3 separate regions of the Mus musculus genome follow, and all the other regions are linked to region 2. The links are chromatin contacts, called in public promoter capture Hi-C maps. All regions are on one chromosome and are shown on one strand. Each heading gives the region's core, a stretch centred on a gene start, on an enhancer-like site or on the middle of the called end of the contact. The rest is flanking DNA. Distances are from core to core; before and after follow the strand shown. Region 1 holds the start of Bmf (BCL2 modifying factor). Region 2 holds the start of Ell3 (elongation factor RNA polymerase II-like 3). Region 3 holds the start of Inafm2 (InaF motif containing 2).

Region 1 (4,278 bases), core at 1,507-4,006, 2.9 Mb after region 2:
TAAGAATGATCCCTGTAGGCTCATATATTTGACTGCTTAGTAACCAGGGAGAAGAACTGTTTGAAATGATTAGAAGGATTAGGAGATGTGGCTTTGTTGGAGGAAGTGTGTCACTGAGAGTAGGCTTTGAGGTTTCAAAAGCCTATGCTAGACCCAGTCTTACTCTGCCAGTGGATCAGGATGTAGCTCCTACCTACATTTCTAGCACTGTGCTATCATCCTGTCCACCATGATGATAATGGGCTAATCATCTGAAACTGTAGGCAAGCCCCCAGTTAAATGCTTTCTGTTGTAAGAGTTGCCATGATCAGGGTGTCTCTTCCCAGCAATAGAACAGTGACTGAGACAGCCCCCAAGAGATGCACTTGAGCCGCCTTAGGCACAGGCCCAAGTGGAACACCAATGGTGAGAATGAAGGGAAGGGACGGAAGGAGTTCAGTGCATGAGGAGCAGAGGTGGCTTCCTCATGCTTTGCTGAGCTACATGGGTCCAAGGTCACCCTGACCCTCTGACATTCTCACTTGGCCAAGCCTCCTGGAAGGATAATGTACCTCCCTTTGGCTCCAGCATCTCTTGTTGGACAGCTATCAACTCCTGGCAGGCTTGGGCTACTGGCCAATCCTACTTGACCCTTCCCTTTGTCTTTCCCCTCATTCCTGTACTCTGGGATTAGCATTTTCTTACAGGAGCAACCGCAGAGCACAGCCCTCTGCGGGCCTGCTTCACTCTTCTTTCAGATGGTTTTGAGAGAACAAAGAAAATAATAGACAGTAAAAGCCCAGGAGCCTGGCAGGAGGGTGCAGGGCTGCAATCCCAGCTTTTGGGAGCTGGAGGCAGAAGGTCATCATTGTCTACATACAGAGTTTGAGGTCAGCCTGGTACACACAAGGCACTATCTCAAAAAAAAGGGGGGGGGCTCTGCAGTGAAGTTCGCTTGTTGCTCTTGCAGAGGACTAGTGTTTGGTTCTCAGCACCCACATGGTGGCTCACACCCATCCTTAACTCCAATTTCAGGAGATTCCACCCCCTCTTATAGTCCCCTTGGGCATCAGGCACACACCTGGTACACACACATGCATGAAGGCAAAACACCCACACGAATAAAGTAAAAATAAATATATCTAAAAACAATTAAAAAAGAAAAACAGAAAGAAAGAAACCAAAGTAAATAAATAAAAATTTTAAAACAAAAAATAGCCAAAGACAATTGAGTCTGGGAGCCCCAGATCCAGCCAGCTTGTATCTTAGAGCAGACTGTAAGTAGAGACTGTAACTAAGCCCAGCTTCTCTGCTTTGCCCGTGTCTCTATTGCAGCTCATTTAGGTTGTGGCAGGGCTCTGTTCCTTTCACTGATTTCTGCCTCCCCACTCAGTTTTCCCCAAAATTCATCTTCTGTAAAATCTTTGCTACCAGTCCTCTATAAAGTAATTCCTTGGGGCTGAAGAGATGGCTCAGTGGTTAAAAGCACTGGTTGCTCTTCCAGAGGACCCAGGTTCAATTCCAAGAACTCACACGGCAGTTCATAGCTGTCTGTAACTCTGGTTCCGGATGACACGCTGTCACAAAGACATACATACAGGCGAAACACTAACGCACATAAAATAAAAATTAACAAATTACTTTTAAAAAATACAGACTCCTCAGCCTGGTATTCCAGGGGGCACCTCTGCAATCTGACCTGAATCTACCTGCCCATACCCTCACATCCTAAATCATAGTGAAGATGCCAGAGAGCTTGATGGGGGGGAGGGGGGACGGGGGGGGCGTGCAGCTGATCTTGCTTTCCAGACATGTTAAGTACTTTATTCTAGCTCCCTGACCTCTCTGGGTCAGGACTGTTTTATTTGGTTTTTATTTAGTGAAATATTCCCCATTCTTCAAGGCCCGACTCAAAAATCTTTGCTTATTATCCCTAAAATAGCACCATTCAAGCTGGTTTCCATCATTCACATGTGAAGTATCGGTTCATTGAGGTCAGGCACCAGAAGTCTAGCACTTAGACCAGGACCTGGCACATAGTAGGTGTTCAAAAAAATGTGGAGTCATCCCTAGATTGGCCATAGTACACGAGATGCGTTTTGCTTTCTTAGCAGTCCAAGAACAGCCTTCTGCTGCTGCCATAGATAGGGCTGTCCGAGCTACCCCTTTGATTTCCCCTCTGCTAGAGTCCTTTTTTCAACAGTGATCTTCCACAGTCTAGAAGAGAGGACATGGCCTTTCTTTGCACTTGATGGATCCGAATGTCATTTGGTTCTAGATGCAGACACACGTGTTCTCCTCCAGCTTTCCTCAGACACGCCCAACAGGAAAGAGGGCAGTTTTTTGTTTTGGTTTTTTATTTGTTTTGCTTTTTTTTTATTAGGGACCAGCAGCTCGGTTTTTTTTTTTTTCCGCTATATATTACAAGGCGCGTCTGAAAACTCCCAGTCTCCTCCTGAGCCGGCTTTTTGGAAGTCCTGCAATAACTCAGCCCATTTCCAAGTAGACAAAAGTCACTTAGGCGTCTTGTCCCCCCACTACCTAGTAGAAAACCTAGGGACTCTCTGTCGTTTCTGGGGCTTGCATTAGGAACCGAATCCTCACCCTCTACAGCGCTCCAATTGCGCTTCTGACGGAGGTCAGAAATGCGCCCGGCCCCTTATAATGTTTCCAAGGGAAGGTTTGTACATTGGTGATTGTCCCTGGCAGCTGCCCAGCTTGAGACTTGGACCTCCACTTGCCATTGGTCAGTGGTTGGAGTGACGCAAAGAGGGGCGGGGCCTCATCAGCTGTTTGCGGGATGCCCGGAGCGGGCGTATTTTGGAAACAATACCGCGCGGTGTGCCGTGGCCTCCTCCCGCGCCAGCTCGCGCCTGCAGCAGTCGCTGCCGCAGCCCGCGCCACCGCCTCCCACCGCAGCCCGGTGAGCGCCCGGGCGGCGGGGGGCTAGGCGGAGTTGGATCGTACCTCCTCCGGGAAGTGGGGAGCGGAGTCGCGCAGCGCGTGGGGGCCCGGGGAAGGGTTTGGACTGCGGGCATCTGGGGTGACCACGGGGAGTTGGGGTGCAGGGATGTGGGAACGAGGTGCAGAGCACAAATTTGTGGTTGCTGCTCCAAGAGGGGCTTTCGGGAAGCATTTGGAATTCGGAGTTAAAAGTAGGTGAGCAAATGATCCTGGGGTCCACTGCCAAGCTCCCGGACGCTCTGGCCTCCGGGTGTAACTGTGGGGTGGGGCCGTAAGTTGTGGTGCATTTTGCCTCCCTGCGGAGTCTGAAGGCTCCTCTTCTTAACAGCTGGAGTTTGCCCCCTTCTTCCCAATCGAGTGTGGGCACCAAGCCCCCCGAGTGTTCTTCACCCTGGACCCTGGCGCAGAGCCCTGGCATCACAACTCGGAGGCTGAGACGCTGTCCTGGAGTCACCCAGGTGTGTGTGCGTGTGTGCATGTGCGTGCGCGTGTGTCCTGAGATCTTAGCCACTATTGAGTTCAAGGTATCTGGCTAGTGCTAACTCCTAAGAGGAGGAGTTTATATTGAGCATCCTAGTTGGATCGCCGAAGTTCTGCGATGGCTCCAGCGGACTTTAAGACCTTTGCTAGGAATAAAGCATTCCCTGGCGGTGCTCTCAGGAAGTGCCCTCTTCCTATCAGTCTGGACTTTACCACTTTAGCTCAGGGAAGCTGAGGGTCTCCACTCTTCCCCAGTTTACTTTTGACTTTGCCCAGAGCCCCTCCGAGGTTCACACTAACTGGAGAGCCACCTGCAGTTCTTGTGCAAAGTGGGGGGGGGTCCTCCGCGTTTTCAGAGCCACACCCTCTGGCTGCACCTCCCCCACTGTCCAGTCTAGGCAAGGGTTGAACTTTGGGGCTTTGCTGGGAGGGGGAGGGGAGTGATAGGCTTCAAAAGAAACACCAAGACAATGACTCCTGCTTGTGATTGGCTCTGGAGAGTCCCTACTTTGGTTGGGATAGCCACACTGCAAAGAAGAGGTTGAAGGACAGAAGAAGCACTGCTAGGTGACATCTCTTGGTCCTTTCATCTGGAAACTTTACGCTGGAGTTACCCCTTTCCTATCGGAACAATAGCAGGCATGGAGTCATTCTCCAGGGAAGAGGGCACAGGACTACGGATAGCTCAGGGGTGGGATGGGGTAAGGCTTGAGGGTTGAAGTAAGAACCTCACAGAGCTTGCATTTGGGAAAGTAAGGTTTCTGAACCTAACTGAGATTTCTGTAAAGACTTAGCCCCACAAACTACTTGGCTTGTCTTTCAAAGGCAATAAAGTGGGGATCGGAACTCCCTGGA
Region 2 (4,332 bases), core at 1,378-3,877:
TTTTTTCCTGGTCTTTGGAAACAGGGTTTCTCCTTATAGCCCTGGCCGTTCTGGAACTCATTTTGTAGACCAGGCTGGCCTCAAACTCAGAAATCTGCCTGCCTCTGCCTCCCGAGTGCTGAGATTGAAGGCGTGCACCACCACGCCCGGCAATTTAAGCTTTTCCAAAGCAAGAATCTGCTATGTGATCTATCCCTGAGCTTCAGTAAGAGCCTAGTATTCTGGAAAATTTTGTTGAATGAGTGAATGCGAGCATGAAAATGTGCCTATTGTGGGGCTGGTAAGATGGCTCAGTGGGTAAGAACACTCACTGCTCTTCCAAAGGTCCTGAGTTCAATTTTTTTTTTTTTTTGAGACAGGGTTTCTCTGTGTAGCCCTGGCTGTCCTGGAACTCACTGTGTAGACCAGGCTGGCCTCGAACTCAGAACTCCGCCTGCCTCTAACTCCCAAGTGCTGAGATTAAAGGCGTGCGCGACCACGCCCGGCTAATAATAAATCTTAAAAAAAAAAAAACTATTGTGAAAGCTGAATATCAGGCAGTCAGTGGTCACCCTACAAATGTTAGGCTCTGATCTCTGACCTCCAAATATCGTCCTCAGTTACCTGCTATTCTATTTGCTCTTGCAGTATTTATTGGCTTAATTGTTTCTAAAATGAGGTTAGGTTATCACTTTGAACTACTGGGCACAAGCCATCCTACTAATACACACCACTGAGGCTTTCCCAGCATCCTGTGCATGCCAGACAAGCATTCTACCCACAAGCTTGATCCCCAGGCCCTAGTCTCTCCTTTAAGTTTAAATTCAGGAAAGTCCTACAAAAGGTCCCAGCTAACATCTATGAAAAGAAAGCCCAGGCCATCATCTTTATGAATTACACCCGCTAAACCAGGTGTGGCAACCCAAGCCTTTAATTCCAGCTTTTGAGAGGCAGAGACAGGCAGATCCTTGAGTTTGAGGCCAGCCTGTTCTACAGAGTGAGCTCCCTGACTCTAAAATGAAGAAGAAAGAGAAGAAAAGAAGAAAAGGAAAGGAAGAAGAAAGAAAAATAGAGGGCTACCACTATTTATAAAGTTAATAAACTGTCCTCCACAGAAATGGAATGGCTCAATAGGTAGGTAAATGTATCTGTGGTTGCTGTTGGCAACTTGTTGCCAAGATTTTAAAGTCAGTAAGCCTGGCCGTGGTGGCGCATGCCTTTAATCCCAGCACTCGGGAGGCAGAGGCAGGCGGATTTCTGAGTTCAAGGCCAGCCTGGTCTACAAAGTGAGTTCCAGGACAGCCAGGGCTATACAGAGAAACCCTGTCTCGAAAAACAACAACAACAAACAAACAAACAAAAATCAGCATTACTGCGAATATTTCCCTGCATATAGGAGTGTATTGTTCTTATACACATATTGTACATGTTCTGAGTGCATTGTTCAATGGGTTTAGACAAATTATTTGTTTTGAGATGAACAGCATTAAAATCACTTGGAATTACACACACACACACACACACACACACACACACACACACACACTAATATAAAATATATATCCCAGTTATTCGATCCCAGTTAGGAAAAAAGGAGATAAGAGAGTCTGAGAGACATAACCAAACACAAATAAATAAAGACAGGAAACACTGGCCTGAGATTTGTCGGGGGTGGGGTGGGGTGGGGTGGGGGTGGGGGTCTCAAAACCATAGGATCTGTAGCCCTGCTGGGAAACTTGCAGGCACCTTTTAGTCAAGAGTAGAGGCTAACACATGTAATCCTAGCATTTGGGAAATATAGGCAGGAGAATTGCTAGTGAGTTCAGCAAGAGTGATCTACATAGTGAATGAAACCCTGTCTAAAAGAAAAAACAAAAGACTCAAAGAGGAGGGGAGAGTGCCTTTAAAGGAGCCAGCTGTGGTTTCGCCACTTTCTCTTATGTTTATTAGGCTACATAGTAACACCTGGGAGTGAGTTACGGCTTTCTGCTCTCTGATTTATTATTTTATTTATTTATTTATTGCCACAACTACGCCCGCCCCACACCCCCATCCACCGATAGGCTTGGCTCCAGTCCCAGATAGCCAGACTTCCAAATCTGCGAGGCACCCACCCACCTGGCCTTACAGCCTCATCAAGTCCCTTTTAGAAACCAAATTGGGATCCGCCTCAGCAGACGCAGCAACTCGGGCGGAAAAAGAAAAAGGATTGCACTGGTCCCTCTTGGGGTCTGCCATCCTCTGGTCCCTTAGGTACTTCGGGGCCTCGGAGGCATAAATGACTCAATCCGACTATCAACCAGTCTCGATTCCCTCCCCTGTGAGACTGAAACCCTCAAGTGGTTTCAGGTTCAGCTTTTACTTAAAGACAACGATTTTGAATCCAGAATGGGGAAACTGGGAAAACTGAGGCAGAACAAGACATCCTGGGTGACAGGTCAGACCCTCGAAGCAGATCCTTTCTCATTAGACCTGGAATGCTCCTCATAGTGTCCAATACTGCCCAAGCCAAATCAAGAAGAAACCGCTTGGGTTCTGGCCAGCAGCTGAGGTGAGTGAGGTACCGCCCACAAGGCCAGGGAAACTTTGGGGCGGTGCCGGGGGTGGGGTCATGGTGGAGGGCGGGACAGACCCGGAGGGCGGGAGTGCCAGCCTAGGCTTGCACAGCAGAGGTGGCCCTCACCTGTGGTCCCGGTTCTGCATGTGCGCGACTTTGGCACCATGGAGGGGACCCAGGAAGCTCTGAGTGGGAAAATGCGGCTCCTCTTCACCCCCGCTGCTCGGACCAGCCTCCTGATGCTAAGGCTCAACGAGGCGGCGCTGCGGGCATTGCAAGAGTGTCAGCAGCAACAGGTGAGACTGGCCCCCGGCCCCTTCTTCCCTTCCCGGCCAACCAGACCTTGGCCTCCCAAGGCTATGCTGGAGAAGGGACTTGGGGTTGTGCGGGTTTTCAGATTCCAGTCCCCCCGCCTCCAAGTGAAGCCGGCCAGGCAGGTGTCCCCAGCCTCCTCGATCCTGGGGACTTTGCTTCCTTTGTGTTCAGCTGGTGTTTGGGCTCTTCCTGCAGGTACGGCCAGTGATCGCTTTCCAAGGCCACCGAGGGGTAAGTGCTGGCCGGATGTGCGAGGGAGGTTGGGGGTGAGAGAGCGTAAGCGTGGGCTCCAGGAAGGTGAGCTCTGGGCCGGAGCTTGCCAGAGGTCACAGTCTGAGCAAGTTATGAGAACTAAACCCTATGAAGATGTGGGGCTGTGGTCCCAGGAGACTGTGCAGTCTCAGCCTCTTGGGGGAACTCTGAACCAGCTGCACCTGGTGTGCTAACGAGCCCCTTGGGGATTTGTCTTCAGTCTTAGAATTGTTTGGGGAGGAGTGGCATGGACAGGAGGAAGAGGGGCCGGCTTAACTGGGTTTACCATTCCCTACCCCAGTACCTAAGGTTTCCAGGCCCGGGATGGTCCTGCCTTTTCTCCTTCATAGTATCCCAGTGTGGCCAAGAGGGCACTAATGGTGGCTTGGACCTTGTGTACCAACGCTTAGGCAGGTAAGGACAAGGTAAGAGAAGTTTGCAGGAAATGGGAAGAAGTGTTCAGAAGATCTCCAACTCATTTTTCTATTGTCTTTCCCACTCTTCTTTCAAGATCTGGGCCGAACTGTCTCCACTGCCTGGGCTCCCTTAGAGAGCGACTCACTATTTGGGCAGCCATGGATACTATCCCAGCTCCACTGTTAGCTCAGGAACACCTGACTGAAGGTACCAGAGAGTCTGAGAGCTGGCAGGACACTGGAGACGAACCTGAAGGCCATCCCCAGCTGGCACCAGATGAGGTGAGACTAGAAACAGCAGGTAGTCATCATAAGGTGGGACACCCAGGTCCAGGGAGCCAAGTTTTCCTATAACTTCCCCTGACAGGTGTCTGACCCACTGGCAAGCCACCATGAACAGTCACTCCCAGGATCCTCCAGTGAGCCCATGGCACAATGGGAAATGAGGTACTGAGACAGGCTGGGTCTCCTCTCTACCCTTACATTTCTTTAATAAGCTCTCACCTTGGCCTCTCCCATTCCTTCCAAAAATCCTAGGAACCACACTTATCTTCCAAGCAGAGAGCCTGATCAGTCCCTGCTTTCCCCTGCTAGCCAGAAACGCCTGGACAAGGTAAGCAAGGACTTTAGTCTCTTTTTGGAGTCGGTTCTCACTGTGTAATCCTGGCATGCCTGGGAGCTCCTTATGTAGCACTGACTGGCCTCAAACTCCTTTCACCTGTCCCTGCTTTCTGAGTGCTGAGATGTCCAGAGAGGCAAGAGCTGTTCAAAGAGTAGTTTAAAAGGCAGGGTGAATCTTGGGTTGACACAGTA
Region 3 (4,007 bases), core at 877-3,376, 2.7 Mb after region 2:
CCAGTTCAATCTTCCAAGAGCTGGTCTCTTCACTGGCTAGCCAGGCACACTCCTGAACTTGAATTCTACCTTCTGCTCTTTCTCACCCTATAAAGCAACTCAGAACCACATCAAAGCTCTGGTTTTGCAACTGATTTGGTTCTAACGGCAAGCTGCTGTGTTAGGCTCAAAAACTAGGAAATGCAAACACGAGTAAGACAAGATCTAGAAGGGCAAGAAATGAAATAAGACAAGATCTGGAACCGGTAAGATAGTTGAGGAGCCGGAAAAGGAATGAGAGAAAACACTTGCCAATCACTGTACTTAAAAAGGCTTGCTCTTCCTAAAGGAATTCTGTGAGGGAAGGGACTGATCTAAACACAGCAGCTCTACTCTTTCTTGCCATCGCCCCTGGCATGGATCCAGAGACTCAGGCTACAACAGGAAGCCACTTTGGTGGGAGCACTAGGATGAGAACCGGAGGGGGTCAGCACATTCCCCACCCTCCCTAAACAGTCTCTATTGCTAAGGTTTTTCCACGGCCATGGTAGGGGTCTAAGAATGATTATACTCTTGTGCAAGAACGTCAGGAACTTATCTTTCTGAAACAGGAAGGGAACAGGTGAAAGAGTGGGTGATGGAAAAGAAAAAAAAAAAAAAGCTTGTGTTTGTGCCCTTCTGGCTAAGTGCAGTTTGAAGGCCAGCAAATAGCCCTTGCTGGACCCCACCATTCAGTAGCTACCCAGGCTGTGGGGAGATACATAGAGTTCTATGTGATTATAGCGTCTAGTGCATATGTCAACAACTATATACAGGGATCTATAAATTAAACGCATGTCTGGCCACTGCAACTAGGTTGACGTACCTGAGCTCCGCTACTTTTGGTGCTCTCTTCTTTGGGAGAGCCTCGGCTTATTTAAAAAAAAAAAAAAAAAAGAGCCCCTACACAACTCCCTACCTTCCCCTGAGTCTTGGGGAGGGGGCGCCCGAGTCACCCCCTGCGTTTAGGAAACACCAGAGCTAGCAGCGCTGAAGGGCTGGGTGCTAGGCTCTCTCCACCCTCCCCCCCAGTTCCCCTTATGGCTCAGGGCCCTGGCGCAGCACGGTGCTGGGAAGATCAAACCCCGAGTCCCCGGCGAATCGTGGTCCCTTGGCTGAAGATCCGGTTGTGCATTACCGGCTCCCGGGGCAAACTGGCGATCGCTGAGGTGTGTGGGGGCGTACGCTCGCGTAGGGGTCACTCCGGCGGGCTCCGGAGCCGGTCCTGCTGCAAAGTCCTGCTTGGGGGCTTAGGGGACGATGATTCCCGACCGTCCCCAACGCGGAGAGATTCAACGACTCCGGGGCTCTTCGGCCGCTTCCTCTTCGTCCTCGTCCAGCCCCCGCGGCCGTTCGAGCGGCCCAGCCAGGGGGCTGTCTGCAGCGGGCTCCGGGGGCGCCGGCCTCGCCGCCTGCAGCGGGGGTGCGTCGCGTGGCGCCTCGCGGCGGGACGACCCGGTGGTGTTGGGCCCCGCCGCCACCCCCGAAGTCCCAGACGGGCCGGTGGTGTTGGAGCCGCTGGGGGGCGGGCCGACGGCTCCCCCCGAGGTCCCGGCACCCACCGGCTGCCAGATGAGACTGTAGTAGACGGCCAGTACGATGGCGGCCAGCGACACGGAGAGCACGTAGGCGAACACCGTGGCTAGCCGGACCCACTTCTTGTTGGTCTTGGCCGCCATCTTCGCCTTCTTGTCCCCGGTGTAGGTGGCCGGCTTGCCCCGCTCGGCCGGGGCCGCGTCGCGCTCCTTCATGGGGGGGCCCCGGCCTTTGCCCCGGTGCTCCACGGCCCCGGCTGGAGGGGGCCTGGCGGCCTGCGAGGACTGGGCAGGGGGCGTCTCGGCGCCCTGGCTTCCCGGCGGCCCCGCGCTCCGCCGCTGCTCCTCACGCCGCCCGCCCGCAGCCCGCCACCGCGTCGCTGCCGCCGCCGGGGCCTGGGCCCGTCACCGCCGCCAGCGCCGCCGCCGCCGCCGGCCCGCCAGCTGCTTCCCGGCCGCCGCCACAGCCACAGCCGCCCGACTCCGCGTCCCCATCCGCTGCCGCTGCCGCCGCCTGCCCGGCCGCCGGCCGCCTGGTCTCCAGTGGCCGCGCGGACCGCGCGCTCCGGCTCTAGCCCGGCTCCCCCGCGGGGCGCGCCGGTGCAGGGGGCGGGGCCGCGCGCTGCCGGGGGGCTGCCCCTTAAAAGGGCGATGTAGGGGCCCGGAAGTGCCGCGCTGGGAGGCGGCTGCGGCGGGGAATCGTGGGCCCCGTGGGGGACGCCCAGTTAAGAGAGAGTTAAGGGAGGCTGGGCCTTAAAGGGGCGACAGGAGCTTCTTTAAAGGGGGAAAGGCACTTTGCGGGAGGGAGTGCGGAACCGGGAGGTGGCAGGGAGGGGCAGGCTCCGTAGAAAGCTGTCAACTCAGGCGTCTCCTCACATGGCCCAGGCTAGGAGATGGTAGGTGGGAGAACTAACCAGGCCCACCTACACCGGGTCTCCGAAGTGGAGCTAACACTAAGCTTGTGCTCTCGGGTAGCTCTAGAATAGTGAGGGGATAGTGTCCCAGATCCCTTCACCCCAAAGAGCCTGGTTCGGGTCTGGGAACCTGGCGCCCGCACACCGCAGTCAGTCTCGCTTCCTTTTTTCTGTTGGTCTGGACTCCGAGACCACTCGAATCTTGCCTGATTGGGTCCTCTTAGGACCCTTGAGTCAGACTACTGTGAGCCACAGGGACAAGAGCCAAAGGTTGAGTTTGTTTCTTAGGCTGACCTGCCAGCATAATCTCAAATCCCACAACAGGTCTCAGGTCCTACTTTCTGGTCTTCTGACTTTCAGGACTGGTCTCGAATTGTACCCAAGGGGCTGCACTGAACTGGTGGAGGACATCTCCCAGCGTTTTCATTCTTTGATTCTCTTCAACCCCAGGATGTAGAGAACTGTCTTTTCCCATTGAGGCTTGTTCCTTCCAGGCTTCAGCCTTTTTGCTCTTAGGGCCCTTTGGATGCCGGCCACCCCTCTGCACGCAGGGACTCTTAGTACCACCCTTTCTATACTTTCACCCTCTTCCCCTTTGCTTGTTTCATCCCTATTTCCTCTTTGTAATTCACCGCGATTGATTTCTGGGTGCCTCTTGCTTGACTCTCCCTGTGTTCCCAAAACTGTCTTTGTGAGCAGCCTGGATGTCTCAGTGGATTAGAGAACTATGAGTCTGAGTAGGAGAAAGGTCTGTGGTCCTGATGTAGTTGGGGTGGGGCGTGGCCTCTGCGAGGGCCCCACTGACTTCTAACCTCTTGGGCAGGACTCCCTCTGCCCTTTCCACTTCTCCCTTTCCTTTGACTTTGACTTTCCTTATCCAAGCCCTTCCCCAAATTTTCCATCCCATGGAAGCGCTACCAGAATGCAGTGTACTAGTGGGCTTCGAACCACAAGTTTCTAATCTGGTCCTGGTTGGAGGCTCAGGTGGGGCTGTGTCTCTAGCAATGGGCCACCCAATACTATTTCAAGGAGCCTTTTGTTTGTTTGTTTTTTGTTTGTTTGGTTGGTTGGTTTGGTTTTTCGAGACAGGATTTCTCTGTGTAGCCCTGGCTGTCCTGGAACTCACTCTGTAGACCAGGCTGGCCTCGGACTCCGAAATCCACCTGCCTCTGCCTCCCAAGTGTGGGATTAAAGGCATGCGCCACCACTGCCTGGCAAACCGTGCCTTTTTAATTTCTGAGATATTACAAGGACATTGAGAGTTTAGTGTTTATGGGCTTCTGTGGATTGATAGGTGGTGGTGGTGGTGGTGGTGGTGGTGGTGGTGGTGGTGGTGTGTGTGTGTGTGTGTATGAGAGAGAGACACACACAGGGGTGGGGGCGGGACGGGGTACTGTTCTGGAGCAGCCAGAGCAGGTCTTGAAGGTGGCCTGTAGTATTAAAGTCCAAAAATTGCAATCAAATGTCCTTTTCTCCTTTCTCAGTTGTTCTCTGGCCTTCCTGGTGGGGTTGATCGTAGGACCATCCCAAGGTGAATTAC

Evidence for each region. Promoter capture Hi-C pulls out the DNA fragments that hold promoters and counts their contacts.
Region 1: a contact with region 2 is called in a promoter capture Hi-C map of pre-B cells, with 3 times the contacts expected there. The contact joins the promoter of Bmf here to the promoter of Ell3 in region 2. A contact is called at or near these places in 2 of 39 promoter capture datasets (liver and pre-B cells) and 1 of 9 other capture datasets (adipose tissue).
Region 3: a contact with region 2 is called in a promoter capture Hi-C map of pre-B cells, with 2.5 times the contacts expected there. The contact joins the promoter of Inafm2 here to the promoter of Ell3 in region 2. A contact is called at or near these places in 2 of 39 promoter capture datasets (liver and pre-B cells) and 1 of 9 other capture datasets (liver).

Annotation. Positions count from the first base shown.
Region 1 is chr2:118,548,164-118,552,441 of GRCm38.p6, reverse strand. It overlaps Bmf (BCL2 modifying factor), which reads left to right and starts at 2,756. Exons shown (of 5, transcript NM_138313.4): 1 at 2,756-2,902; 2 at 3,272-3,401. The coding sequence starts at 2,780.
Region 2 is chr2:121,440,896-121,445,227 of GRCm38.p6, reverse strand. It overlaps Ell3 (elongation factor RNA polymerase II-like 3), which reads left to right and starts at 2,627. Exons shown (of 11, transcript NM_145973.2): 1 at 2,627-2,832; 2 at 3,047-3,082; 3 at 3,405-3,517; 4 at 3,615-3,801; 5 at 3,887-3,966; 6 at 4,057-4,132. The coding sequence starts at 2,701.
Region 3 is chr2:118,743,877-118,747,883 of GRCm38.p6, reverse strand. Inafm2 (InaF motif containing 2) reads right to left here and starts at 2,126. Exons shown (of 1, transcript NM_001301269.1): 1 at 1-2,126. The coding sequence starts at 1,769. The coding sequence ends at 1,311.